Linked DNA regions of Xenopus laevis: region 1 is linked to region 2. The links are chromatin contacts, called in public Hi-C maps. All regions are on one chromosome and are shown on one strand. The core of a region is the stretch at or near the end of the contact, and the rest is flanking DNA. Distances in the headings are between cores, read along the strand shown.

Region 1 (5,941 bases), core at 1,640-4,139, 120 kb after region 2:
CCTCTGTAGTTACGCCCCTGGGTTGAAAGTGATTTTTTTTTGAGAAGTCAGCATGTTGGTCTTTATGACCAATCACCCGTTGGGTCTGCTCCCAGCTAGTTATGCCACTGCACCATTTAATAATCAGATTAATCAATCAGTCAAAATAATTTACAAGTACAACATACCACTTGCTAGCTTCTTTTAAGGGGATAATAACACTATATGATCACTATGGAGTATTAACACATCTGTGTGCCCAGAGATTCCCAATATTATAATAGCACCTATTTAATCCACCTAAAGTGACTTTTTAATTGAGTATCCTATGCCACAAAGAGTCTTGGAGGAGGGTTGTGCCAGATAAATCCTAAATGGCAATTGGAGGCTCATCAGGGTGACTTCTTTTAATATGGCATAGGTCTCTGACACTATTATGTAACAGGAATTCACTTTTCATTGCACAAGGCTTTAGTTCCCCTTTAATTCTCTAAATCACAAAGCAATGTGTAAAAAATCTATAAATAAGAAAGAAAGAGAACAAGCCCATTATTCTCCTTTTGTCAGTATCATATGTAGTAAATGAACATAAAAAGTAAATATGTGCATTCAAAATTATTTCACTATAATACACTCCCATGAATATGCTTCTCCGCTATAAAAGCACTTGGCCTTCAGTCTCTCTTGCCTTTATATGGTCATGTAACTCATCTCTGGAACTCCTCAGTAACTTCTAATATCCTTCCATTTTACAATAGGGGAAATATCATACATATATAAATTATTTTTATAAGGCACCAATTTATGCTATCAGGTTTCCTTTCTTATACAGGCATGAGACCTGTTATCCAGAATGCTTGGGATCTGGGATTTTCTGGATAAGGGTTCTTTCTGTAATTTGGATCTCCATACCTTTACTCTACTAAAAAATAATTTCAACATTAAATAAACCCAAAAGTTACATTTAAGTAAAACTCCTGCAGAAGCACTACATGGAAGAGTGGCAGGATATAACAAATGTGGTAGAAAGCTTTTTAGCAGAATTTTCTCTGCTACCACACAAACCATTGCTAAGGCTTCGAAAACACCTTCTCTTGACCTTCAAATAGTTAAAACTAGACTGGATAATTACATGGTAATGGAGAAACTTACTATGGTATCTAGTGGTGAATTAGACAATTTTCATAAGATTTGGGATCTATGGATTCATTATAGAGGCGTAACAGTCTGACATTTAAGTCTCACTAATAGCAGAAGTATAATCCTTGAACACCCAATTTATTGGTATAACTATGTATGTACCTTTATTTGTATGGACGTTACCCCCAACGGATACAAACTTCACAATGCTATCAGTTATGATTGTTAAGTTACTTTATTTGTTCTGTCTTGTTACATTTTTTTTCTTCTTCTCAATGATATAATAAATTCTCCACAACTGCAGATTGCAAATGAAAATGTAATGTGGGGTTAGAAAGCGATCAATGTTTAATACAATACTGTACAATGTCAAATGCTTCCATACTGAAATATGTCATTATTTTAATTTTGTCTTCTTTTTTCTGTATGTTTAAAAAATAAATAAATAAACCCAATAGGCTTGTTCTGTCTCGAATAAGGATTAAAAATATATTGTGGGATCAAGTACTAGATACTGTTTAATTAAGACAGAGGAAAATTAAATCAGTTTTAAAAATGTGAATTATTTTATTAAAATGGGCTCTGTGTGATCAGCTATCTGAAGTTGGTTAAACTTTAGGAAAGACCCATCAAGTAATTTAATTTAATTGCTTTATAGTCACTCATACTTAAGAGTTGGAAGTGTACAGATAGATCAGCCTGTCCTTATCTAGGGAAAAGAAACCATTGAATCTCTCCTTTCATAATGTATGCTCTATTTCAATATATGCTCTCTCACATCTGAACTTAATCTAATACTAATGTGACTTTGTAATTTCAAAATGAAGACCATTTATTGTACTAACTCGTATTTGCACCCTCCCCCCCCCATTTCTTTCTTTCTGTATCCTTACTCCCCCCCTTTTTTTACAAATGCTTAAATAAAGAGTTTAAAAAAAAAAAATGGGCTCTGTGTGAGATGGCCTTCCTATAATTCAGAGCTTTCTGGAAAACAGGTAGGAATTGTCTGGGCTACAACACTGAAATTAAAGGGTAATGAAAAGCACTCTAGCTGCCAAAGGCTTGAATTCAAACACGTAGGTGACATAAGAGCACCTTCTTGTGGTGGTCTATTAATATAGCAGCTATATTTTTACTCATAAAATATGCGGGGTTAAGTAAAGAAAAATGGTGAAAAATACTTGGCCTGTTAAAAAAGAAGGGCTAAGGGCAAAGTCCAATAATTTCCCAAGCCTTTTTCCCCAGAATGTCAGCTAGTTGCCACAAAATTGTGTTTATGCCACAAAGCACAAGCCATGCTAGTGTACATCATGTACAGTATACAGAAATTTTACAACATTCATTGCCATTTTCCACAATAAAACAGCTCTTTTTCTTTCTGTATGACCTTTTAATCCTTGACATTTTGCACCTAGTGGTTTGCTCCCTTGTGCCTATTACATCTGCTTCCACAGGCACTTACGTTATTTCATATTGCGTCTTGTTTTTAAAATGCAATAGTTACATCTTGTTCTTTTGCTATGGCATATCAGTAATTTTGATCGTCGCTTCTGAGTAAGAGCAAATAAATCACCATGGATCATCATGAGTCACTTCCTACTGCAATAGCACCCTCTTATTCCAAGTCTTTGTGTGATTTGGCAACATGCAGGACGGCACACATTATTATTATTATTTTGCTTTTTGTTTTGTTTAGTGCCAACATATTCCCCAATGCTGTACAGACAGACTCGGACTTCCTTGTCTGGCGCACCTAGGCCGTCAGGTCCTAGAGCCTGCCGGCTTTGTTGCGCTCCGCCCTCATCCCTGTGCGAGAGCACGCATGCGCCGGATCACTGGGGAGCTGCAACTCCCTGGTGCTCACTACGATGCGGCTGGGCGGCATGCCAACCCTGAAAATTTGTCGCCACAAACCCGGGCTTGTGTACAGATATTGATCATCATTCACATCAGTCCCTGCCCCAGTGAGCATACAATCTAAGGTCTCTATCACATTCAGCTCACCAGAGGCAGTTCCTGGTAACTGGATCCTAACTGCTGCCTGAAGCAAGATTCTTATTCATACATTAAGGTGAATTTCATTAGAAGCCAATTGGGGTCTGCAACTCAGGACATGTCTACCTCATGTGAACCCAGTTTCCATGAACTGGACCTGTTCTGATTCATATAAAAAAGTAGGTACAGGTATCGGATCTCTCATCTGGAAACTCATTATACAGAAAGCTCCAAATTAAAGAAAGTCTGCCTCCCATACACTCCATGTTATCCAAATAATCCACATTTTTAAAAATTGATTTCCTTTTTCTCTGTAATAATATAACAGTGCCTTGTACTTGACCAAACTAAAATGTCATCAATCCTTATTGGAAGCAATATTGGAAGCCTGTATTCCAAAGGAAACATGATATCATAAATTGATGCCTTCTAAAAATCATTTTTATATGGATGATATTTAGATAATTTTCTAGCAGACCAGTTAAGGTATAACGATCCAAATTACAAAAAGATCCGTTATTCTGAAAACACTAGGTCCCCTGCATTTTGGATAGGTTGTCCCGTACCTGTATTGAAGAGCTAATATAGATATGGAACCTGTTATCCAGAATGCTTGGGACCTGAGGTTATCCAGATAATGGATCTTTCTGTAATTTGGATCTTCATACCTTAAGTCTACTATAAAATCAAGTAAACATTAAATAAACCCAATAGGCTGGTTTTGCTTCCAATAAGGAGTTTTTATATCTTAGTTGGGATCAAGTAGAAGGTACTGTTTTATTACTACAGAGAAAAAGGAAATCATTTTTCAAAATTTGGATTATTTGGATAAAATGGAGTCTATGGGAGACGGCCTTTCTGTAATTCAGCTTTCTGGATAACCGATATCCGGATAACAGGTCCCATACCTGCAATCTCAATATGGGAGGGAGCAGGACTGAGTACCTAATTATGTCTGCCTGAACAGTAAGTCGGTGTTTAATGAGCTGTTCTGAAATAAAAAAACATTGGTCAGTAAGGGTAGAGTAAACAGAACAGACACTGCATAATGTTATTGAAGATGCCACAGGCAGTGCTTGACAGGCTTAGCTGGGAACAGAAGTCATTGTGCAGAGTAAGAAATAAAAGAGAACAGTCATTGTTTTATATAGAAAGATTGTGGTTCAATAGGGGGAAGCTGCACAGAATGGTATAAAAACAAACAAGAAAAAGAAAATTATTTCGCAAATAACTAAACTCTAATATAAAATCTGTTAATTTGTTTATGCTGTCATGGGGCTGCTGCATATTGCGGCAATACAGCAGTCCTGCAACTGTACAGACTTCTCCCCTCATGGTTATTCCTCGGCTGCTATGTAACTCTGAACTGACTACCTCCATGATGACCTCTTGTCCACCATAACTATGTGCTGAGCAGGAGACACACCAGCCCATGTCTGATAACACATAGACCTCCTGGCTAGATGATAGATAAAACTATCACATACAGTTTTGCAATCTGTAAATTATCTTCCCCTGTTCTAAGCAACAGTTATCAGGCGTTATTCAAATTAGGTAAATATGGTTGTTCAAGAAGTTCAATGAATAATTGCATAAACGGATGGAAGATACAGATGCCATTAAGTATACTATCAGATAGCACGTTGTGCTGGAAATGGTATAAAGGTTTCACAACAACAAAAAGTGCAAATTGATTATGTCATGGAAAAGGGAGGATTGTTTACATGATTACTCTATTTCTAATTCCTGCATACACTAAGGCCACAAGGCCACACTGGGCGTTTCGGGGAGATTTGGTCGCCTGGCGACTAATCGCCTCGTCTTTGCGGCGACCAATCTCCCAAAAGGCCTTCCCTCACTCTGCACCGGCTAAAATGAAAAAAACGCCATCGATAATCACACGCGGCGATTCGTTCTCCGAAGTCGCCCGAAGTTTTTTCAGGCAACTTTGGAAAATGAACCGCCGTGTGTGATTAGTGCCGGCATTTTTTCATTTTAGCCGGCACAGAGTGAGGGAAGGTGCTTGGTGAGATTAGTCGCCAGGCGACCAGTGTGGCCTTACCCTAAGGAAGCAAAGATAAAATGAGCATTAGTGTTTCTGGTTGCCTCCAGTGTTTACCCCTGCCATGGCTGGGTAAGAGAAAAATTGGCGCTTAGACATGGGCAATTTTAGTTTTGGTGTTAAAAGAGACATTTTATGTAAAAAACAGGAATGTGCCTGTGCATTTTACTCTTTTAGATATAGAAGGAATGTGCTTGAAAAAGTTGTGTTTCTGGTTACTTTATTCAAACTTTCTGCAAAAACCCTACTAGTCCCACCCATCTGTTCCAATTCCTGCTGCTTCCTTTCCCAGGCTGTGCAAGGGGTCCGGCGGCACTCAGCACACTGCACTGTAGGATAGGAACAAATCAGCAGATAGGCGACTAATATAAAAAGACAGAATGGGCCATGCCACACTTGGGGGCAGGTTTATCAAAGGTCGAAGTGAAAATTCGAATTCAACAAATTCTAATTTTGACCTGATTTTTGTGTACTTTGACTAGAGAATAGTCCAAATTCGAATCAACTTCGACCACTTGCCATCTTAAACCTGCCAAATTGCTTTTTTTTGCCTATGGGGGACCTCCTAGAACCTATTTGGAGTCAATTGGTGGACTTTGAAAAATCTACGTATATTTTGGGGAAATTGAATCGTACGATTGAAAACGGACCAATTCAATCGAAAACGGCCTATTCGGCCAAAAAAACTTCTTTTTGAATTCGAATTTAGACGTTTTTCAAATTCGACCCTTGATAAATCTGCCCTTTGGTGTTTTCTTCACTGGT
Region 2 (6,381 bases), core at 3,044-5,543:
AACATTTTTTTAAAAATTTGAATTATTTGGATAAAGTGGAGTCTATGGGAGATGACCTTCCTGTAATTCTGAGCTTTCTGGATAATGGGTTTCAAGATAATGGATCCCATACCTGTATAGCAAATTATATATATAGATGCCTCATATGGCTCTGCATAAATAACTGAATTTTGGCTGAATTTAGCCCAAGGTGTGGCACACCTGAGGAACTGTTGAAATCCCTGCATTAATCTTTTAACTGATGCAAAAGTGCCGTTCCAAAATCATCCAAAACTGATGTAACTAGATCAGTCTGAATATACAAGTCTGACTCTTCACTGAGCACCAGAAGTCATTATTTTCTATGGGACTAGTCTGAATTCCTGCGCTCAGTCAGAGATCGGAAAATACAGCAATTTTAGTGGAAAAACATCCCACCCAAGGACAGTAACGTGACATAAATAGAAATCTCCGAACCCAGAGGAAAACCTTTTGCATGGGCACTATTACTCCAGAAAGATAATCTGTTGCAAACACATACTGATAGTCCTCATAGATCTAAGACAATTATAGGAGAATGGGTTTCTCCTATCTTCAGGGCAGTGGATTTCATGAACCTAAGCTTTAAATAAAGGATATAGACAGATTGAGGGTTGGTTGACTAAGATGCAGCTTTTCAACCAATTACAAAAACAAACAAGGCACTAATGGGGTTGGGTACCTCTGCTGTAATGCTGGTTTGACCCAGAAGATGGAGCTGTGTCACTGTTCCATTTGCTTGATGGAAGTAGTCTGGATACACTGGCGGTTGCAGAGCAGGTAAGTACAAACAATAGGAATGTGTTTTGTGCATGTGTGACAGTAACATTTGGTATATATTTGTTGTTATACTACAGTGTAGAAGCTTAGGGGCAGATTTATCAACATGTGAGATTACAGTTCACCGCAGAAAAACCTCAACCATTCATTTCTATGGGATTTTTAGTATTTTTTGATGAACTCTAACTTTCACCCATTGATAAATACACTTCTTAAAATCCCATAGGAATAAAATAAAAAATAGGTGAGGTTTTTCTGTGGTGAGCTCTAATTTCACACCTTGATAGATCTGCCCCTTAATAATAGTTCGCACCGAAGCAGTCTTCCCCTTTGAACACATAACATACTTATGTATTACAGTACATGGCATTAGGACAATTGGGTTTTCAAGATGCCAGATTCCATATTTGATTTTCCCACTGCAGGTATAGTTGCTGCTCTCTTTTATCTTTACTTCAATCATTCTGCCACTAAATGTCTATATCTTTTTGCCTATTGATTTAATTAAGAGTAAATCCATGGTTTCTGTTAATTTTAGCACTAACCAAGAATATGAAGCCAGTTTCACTTTAGCACTTCTTGTCACTTCCTAAATCCAAAGAACTTCAAAGGAGCTGATAAATTATAATACCAGTCCACTGGGAAGTTCCTGATAATGAGCTGCTCAAAGGCTGCTTATAGAAGGCAGGGGTTTGTTTGTTCAAAGGCAAATGGGGGCCATGAACAAATTACCCTGTTTATAAAGGAAGAGGGAGTTATTTTAAGTGAAAATAGCTCAACCTTTAAATGAGTAGTTTATAATGGCAAAAAAATAGGAAAAGTTAGATTTCTTAAAAGGGGACTCGTCACCCAAAAAATATAATTCCAAATCCTATTTTATCATGTTAGTCAAGCAAAATTAATTTTAATTACACTGTAAAAATTGTTTGAATAATGTTTACTTCCATCTGGGAATTAATAATTCCATTTTGTGGACACTGTTATTAAGGCAAGCCTTGCTTCATCTCAGAATCTTGTTTGTGCACCAGAATGAGGGACCTGATGTCCATCCCCATGCACTGGCTACACAATTAAATGGTGAAGAGAACGGGGGAATGTGGGAAAAGCAGTGATATCTAGGAAGTGCTGAATGGAAAGTGAAAGTAATTTCTGCCCCGCCTCTGTGTCTAAGGCTTAGAGGAGGGGCAGGCAATATTTGATTGACAGCTGAGATTTTTAAATTAGTTTACAACAACTATGAATGTTTTAATAAAAAAGAAATATTTGGCTTTCATATTTAATTTGAGGAGGACGTTTATTATACAGCTTTTTATGTCTGGATGACAGGTCCCCTTTAAAACATTAGGCAGAAAGTAACTTCAACACAAGTCCTATTGTGTTTTAGGGTTTTTGCTTCCTTGCAAGTGAGGTCTCTGCTGTGTTTTTGTTCAAGTTTTGTGTGATTGTTTGCTGCAATATTGTAACCACAATCCTTAATAAATATCTGCCTGTATAGAACGAGGAAACGTTGGGAGACTTCGCAAAACGAAGCGCGCATGTGCTTTAGTGCAGGCGACTTTTAATTATAGCGGACGGGAAGAAACGCGAAGGCAGTTCAGGGAGATTGTCGCCCAGAAGAAGAGGCGATTAGTCGCCAGGCGACTAAATCACCCCAAATCTGCCCGTGTGTCACAACCCTAAATAGGAGAAATAACAGCCTGCCAGAAAGCAGGTCCATCCTAAAGTGCTGGCTCTTTCTGAAAAGCACATGACCAGGCAAAATGATCTGAGATGGCTGCCTACACACCAATATTCTAATAAAAAAAACAACACTTGCTGGTTCAGGAATAAAATTTTATATGATAGAGTGAAATATTTGCAGTGTAATTTAGACATAAACGACTTCATAAAAATCATGACAGAAGTCCCTTAATCCCTTATTTTGGATTCGGCCGAACCCCAGAATCCTTTGTGAAAGATTCGGCCGAATACCGAACCCTAATTTGCATATGCAAATTAGGGGTGGGAAGGGGTGAAAATGACTTCCTTGTTTTGTGACGAAAAGTCATGTGATTTCCCTCCCCACCCCTAATTTGGGATGCCGGTGGCTGAGCAACTGGAAAGGTAGCAGCATATTATATGCAGGAGCTGTGAAGTGGGGGACGCTAGATGGAAGATAGGTCTGAAGTGGCCTTTTCTTATTAGCTGTATGTAAAGGATTCTGGTTCTGAACTGACAGGAATAGCAACCATCCAAGTACCTGATAGTACACCATACAGCGTGGCCAGAGTACTTGATTTGTAACTCTAGATCTGCACTGATTTACACTGTGTAATTTGCCTATACTCCAGATAAGGTGCCACTGCCACCAATTGTTTAGATATAAGAAACTTTGCTATTCACATCATAGAATAATATTAGGCATATATATTTGTTCTAGATACTGCAGAAAGCTCGGCCCTGAAGATTATTTACCTTGAGGCTTGGAGTGAATGCTTACTGAGTGTCTTTTTTTATATATCTGTAACCCTGTTATGAGTATGAGCTCCCCAAATGGGAAGACCGAAAGTCCAAAATGTATAATGCTATACCAGTGATCCCAAACCAATAGCGTGTGAGCAACATGTTCCTCACCTGCCAAAGGGCCTCAAAGCAGATGCTTATTTTTGAAAATCTGCATAAAAGTTTTGGTTGCATAAAAAACAGGTTTAGTACCAAACAACCCTCCTGTAGGTTGCCACTCCATATAGGGGCTACCAAATAGCCAATCAAAGCACTTATTTGGCATCCCCAGGAACTTTCATGCTTTTGTTGCTCCTCGTGAGGCAACTTCGGGCGACTTCAGAAAACTTCATAAAACGAATCCTGCCGGCAATTTACATTTTAGCCAGTGGGAAGGCAGGGGAGGTAGTTCAGGGAGATTAGTCGGCCCAAAGAAGAGGAAATTTGTCGCCGGGCAGCTAATCTCCCCGAATCAGCCTGTGTGCCCTGACCATAAAGAGGAGTTCCAAGCAACTGTAGATCTGTGAAGTTTGGTGCACAAATGTATGCTAAATTAAAAAGAATATTTTTAAGTGGACCGTCCCCCAAAATAAATTATGTTTGCTTTGTTGTACTAACTTCTATTTATCCAAATCACCATAGTAACCATGCATTGATTTGAATGAGAGACTGGCATTCAAATAGGATAGTGCATGGATAAAAAGATGAGTAATAAAAAGTAGTAATAACAATAAATGTCTTAATAAATGCCTTAGAGAGCATTTGATTTTTAGATGTGGTCAATAGGGCTGGAACTAGGGTTCGGCAGACTAGGCACTTGCCTAGGGCGCAAAGTTAAGGGGGCGCTAGGCATATACCTCTTCTGCCTGGCTGCCTCTAGTCTCTAGCTGCCACTCACCCACACCGACGCACAGGATTACCTCCCGCACACCACCTCCTGGAGCCTGACTTCCCCTCCAACTCCTCCCGCCATGTCACTATTGCTTCGACTCCTCCCGGTGTGTCACCACCCCTCCCGCCGTGTCACTACCTTTCCCACTACTCCCACTACTCCTCACATGCCTCCCGGCGTGTCAAGACCTCTTACACCTCCTGGCGCGTCAATCCTCCACCCCCCGCCTACCAAATGTGTCTCTGCGGAAATGTGCGGGGGGCGGGGTGATGAGAGAGAATTGCCTTGGGTGCGCCTGTGATTTGGCCCGGCCCTGGTGGTCAGTGACCCCCATTTTAAAGCTGGAAAGAGTCAGAAAAAGAAAGCAAATCATTCAAAAACGATAAAAAAAAATAGAATAGGCACGTGCCTGAAGTGAAGTGAGGGCGCCAAGCACCTACCTCTTCTTTCAGCCTACCCGTAGTCTGGACCCTTTCTCTCCCATTGGCACTCTCCAGCATGCTTCTGTGCACGCTTTCTTCCCCTCCACAAATTTAAATATTGAGCGTGCATGCGCACTCCGGGACGCACGCAGCGGCAAAGCCTTGGGCACCCAGCTGGCTTGACCTGGGCCTGGGCCATTATATAAAGGTGAACCACCCCTTTAAGACATTGAGCAACCAAAGCTGTAGTGAAAGAAATTCGTCATACTGTGGGCTATGGGACTAAATCTGTGTGTAAGTGATAACTTACTCAATGTTATTGTGGTTGTTTAATGGTTTGATCACTTTCAGCTGGAGCCTTTCACCACCTGCAGATATTCTGTTGTCTTCGTTCATTTTTGGTTCAGGTACGGACAGCAATTCCCATGTTTAGGATGTTCTCGTTTTTCTGTTCTCCCGACAGAGACACTTGGCCTGACATCTGTGTGCAGTGGTTTAGAAATAGAGCCAGCTCATCAAAACACGAGTTGAGTAAAGCCTGTAGAATGCTAAAAGGATAATTGGAAAGGTCAGACATATCTCTCTGAGACCATGAAAATGTATCGAATGATATAAATGATGCTTTCAAAATTCATACTTAATTAGCATCATGGAAAGACAGAGGTTTTGACAGGTTCGAATGTGAATGCACTCACACGGCACAACTCATGGTTTTCATTTTCCCTAACGGCTGTAATTATAGATGGAACAGCTCCTGGCTTTTCCCTGCAGAGGGCATGGTAACCCAGCAGTATCAGTGCTCTGAAATGAAGAACAAAAAGTCAGTGGGGAATGGATTGTTGGCATATGTTAATATAAATTAGGTTTCTTCAGGAACTGAAATGTGTTGAACATTATTAAATAAACTCTGTTACCCAAAAGTCTGTGAAAAAAAGAGAAGTAACTGGTTTCAGGACATCCTTAAACCTTTATACAGAGTTAATGCTGGCATTTAATTGAATAGCACAGGTTATAATTAGGCAGGACAGACGTCAAAGCCACACTGCTGCAAAATATCAGCACACAAAGCAGGTAGTTGTGTTCTAGATCCGGTTTCTGACTGGTCATTGCAATTAAGCTCCGCTTTTTCACAAATATCAGCATAAAGAATATAATCGTGTTCAAATAAAAAGGGAATGGTCAGTTTTCTAATGTGGTTAGTATCTTGCATATCTTGCTCCATGTTTTCATTGAAAGGAGAAGGAGAGTCTTCTTAACTTGGGGGGCACCAAAAGTTAGTAAGTGATTGTACAGGTATGGGAACAAATATCCAGAATGCTCCGGACCTGGGGTTTTTTGGATAATTGATATTTCCATAATTTGGTTCTTCTTACCTTCAGTCTATTAGAAAATCATGTAATCATGAAATGAACCGAATAGGCTGGTTTTGCTTCCAATAAGGATTAATTATATCTTAGTTGGGATCAAGAACAAGGTACTGTTTTATTATGACAGAGGAAAATGAAATCATTATTAAAAACTTGGATTATTTGGATAAAATGTAGTCTACGGACGACAGGCCTTTAATTTGGAGCTTTCTGGATAACAGGTTTCTGGATAATGGATCCATGCATGTATTTACTAACCTGATACCCTGGGCCGGTGCTCCTATCAGCAGTTAACTGCACAGCCCTGGGGCTCTTCCAGCCAACAGCATGGAACGATCCTTTTACTCTGCTTCTTCTGTCTTGAATTTTCCAGGCAGAGTCATGCACAGTATAGTGATATAAAGGGCTTTTTCGTAAAATC

What was found. Hi-C and Micro-C count contacts between places; a contact is called where the count stands out from the background.
Region 1: a Hi-C map of animal cap shows a contact between it and region 2, with 5 times the contacts expected there. The contact joins two enhancer-like sites. A contact is called at or near these places in 3 of 4 Hi-C or Micro-C datasets (the XL177 cell line, the XTC cell line and animal cap).

The regions. Positions count from the first base shown.
Region 1 is chr2L:42,805,937-42,811,877 of Xenopus_laevis_v10.1, forward strand. No RefSeq gene overlaps it. Among protein-coding and RNA genes, the nearest start is that of abhd11.L, 9.6 kb to the right of the region's middle. Within about 2 kb of position 2,890, at least 1 of the 7 cell types and tissues checked has an H3K27ac peak or open chromatin away from gene starts, as enhancers often do.
Region 2 is chr2L:42,689,103-42,695,483 of Xenopus_laevis_v10.1, forward strand. No RefSeq gene overlaps it. Among protein-coding and RNA genes, the nearest start is that of mettl27.L, 26 kb to the left of the region's middle. Within about 2 kb of position 4,294, at least 1 of the 7 cell types and tissues checked has an H3K27ac peak or open chromatin away from gene starts, as enhancers often do.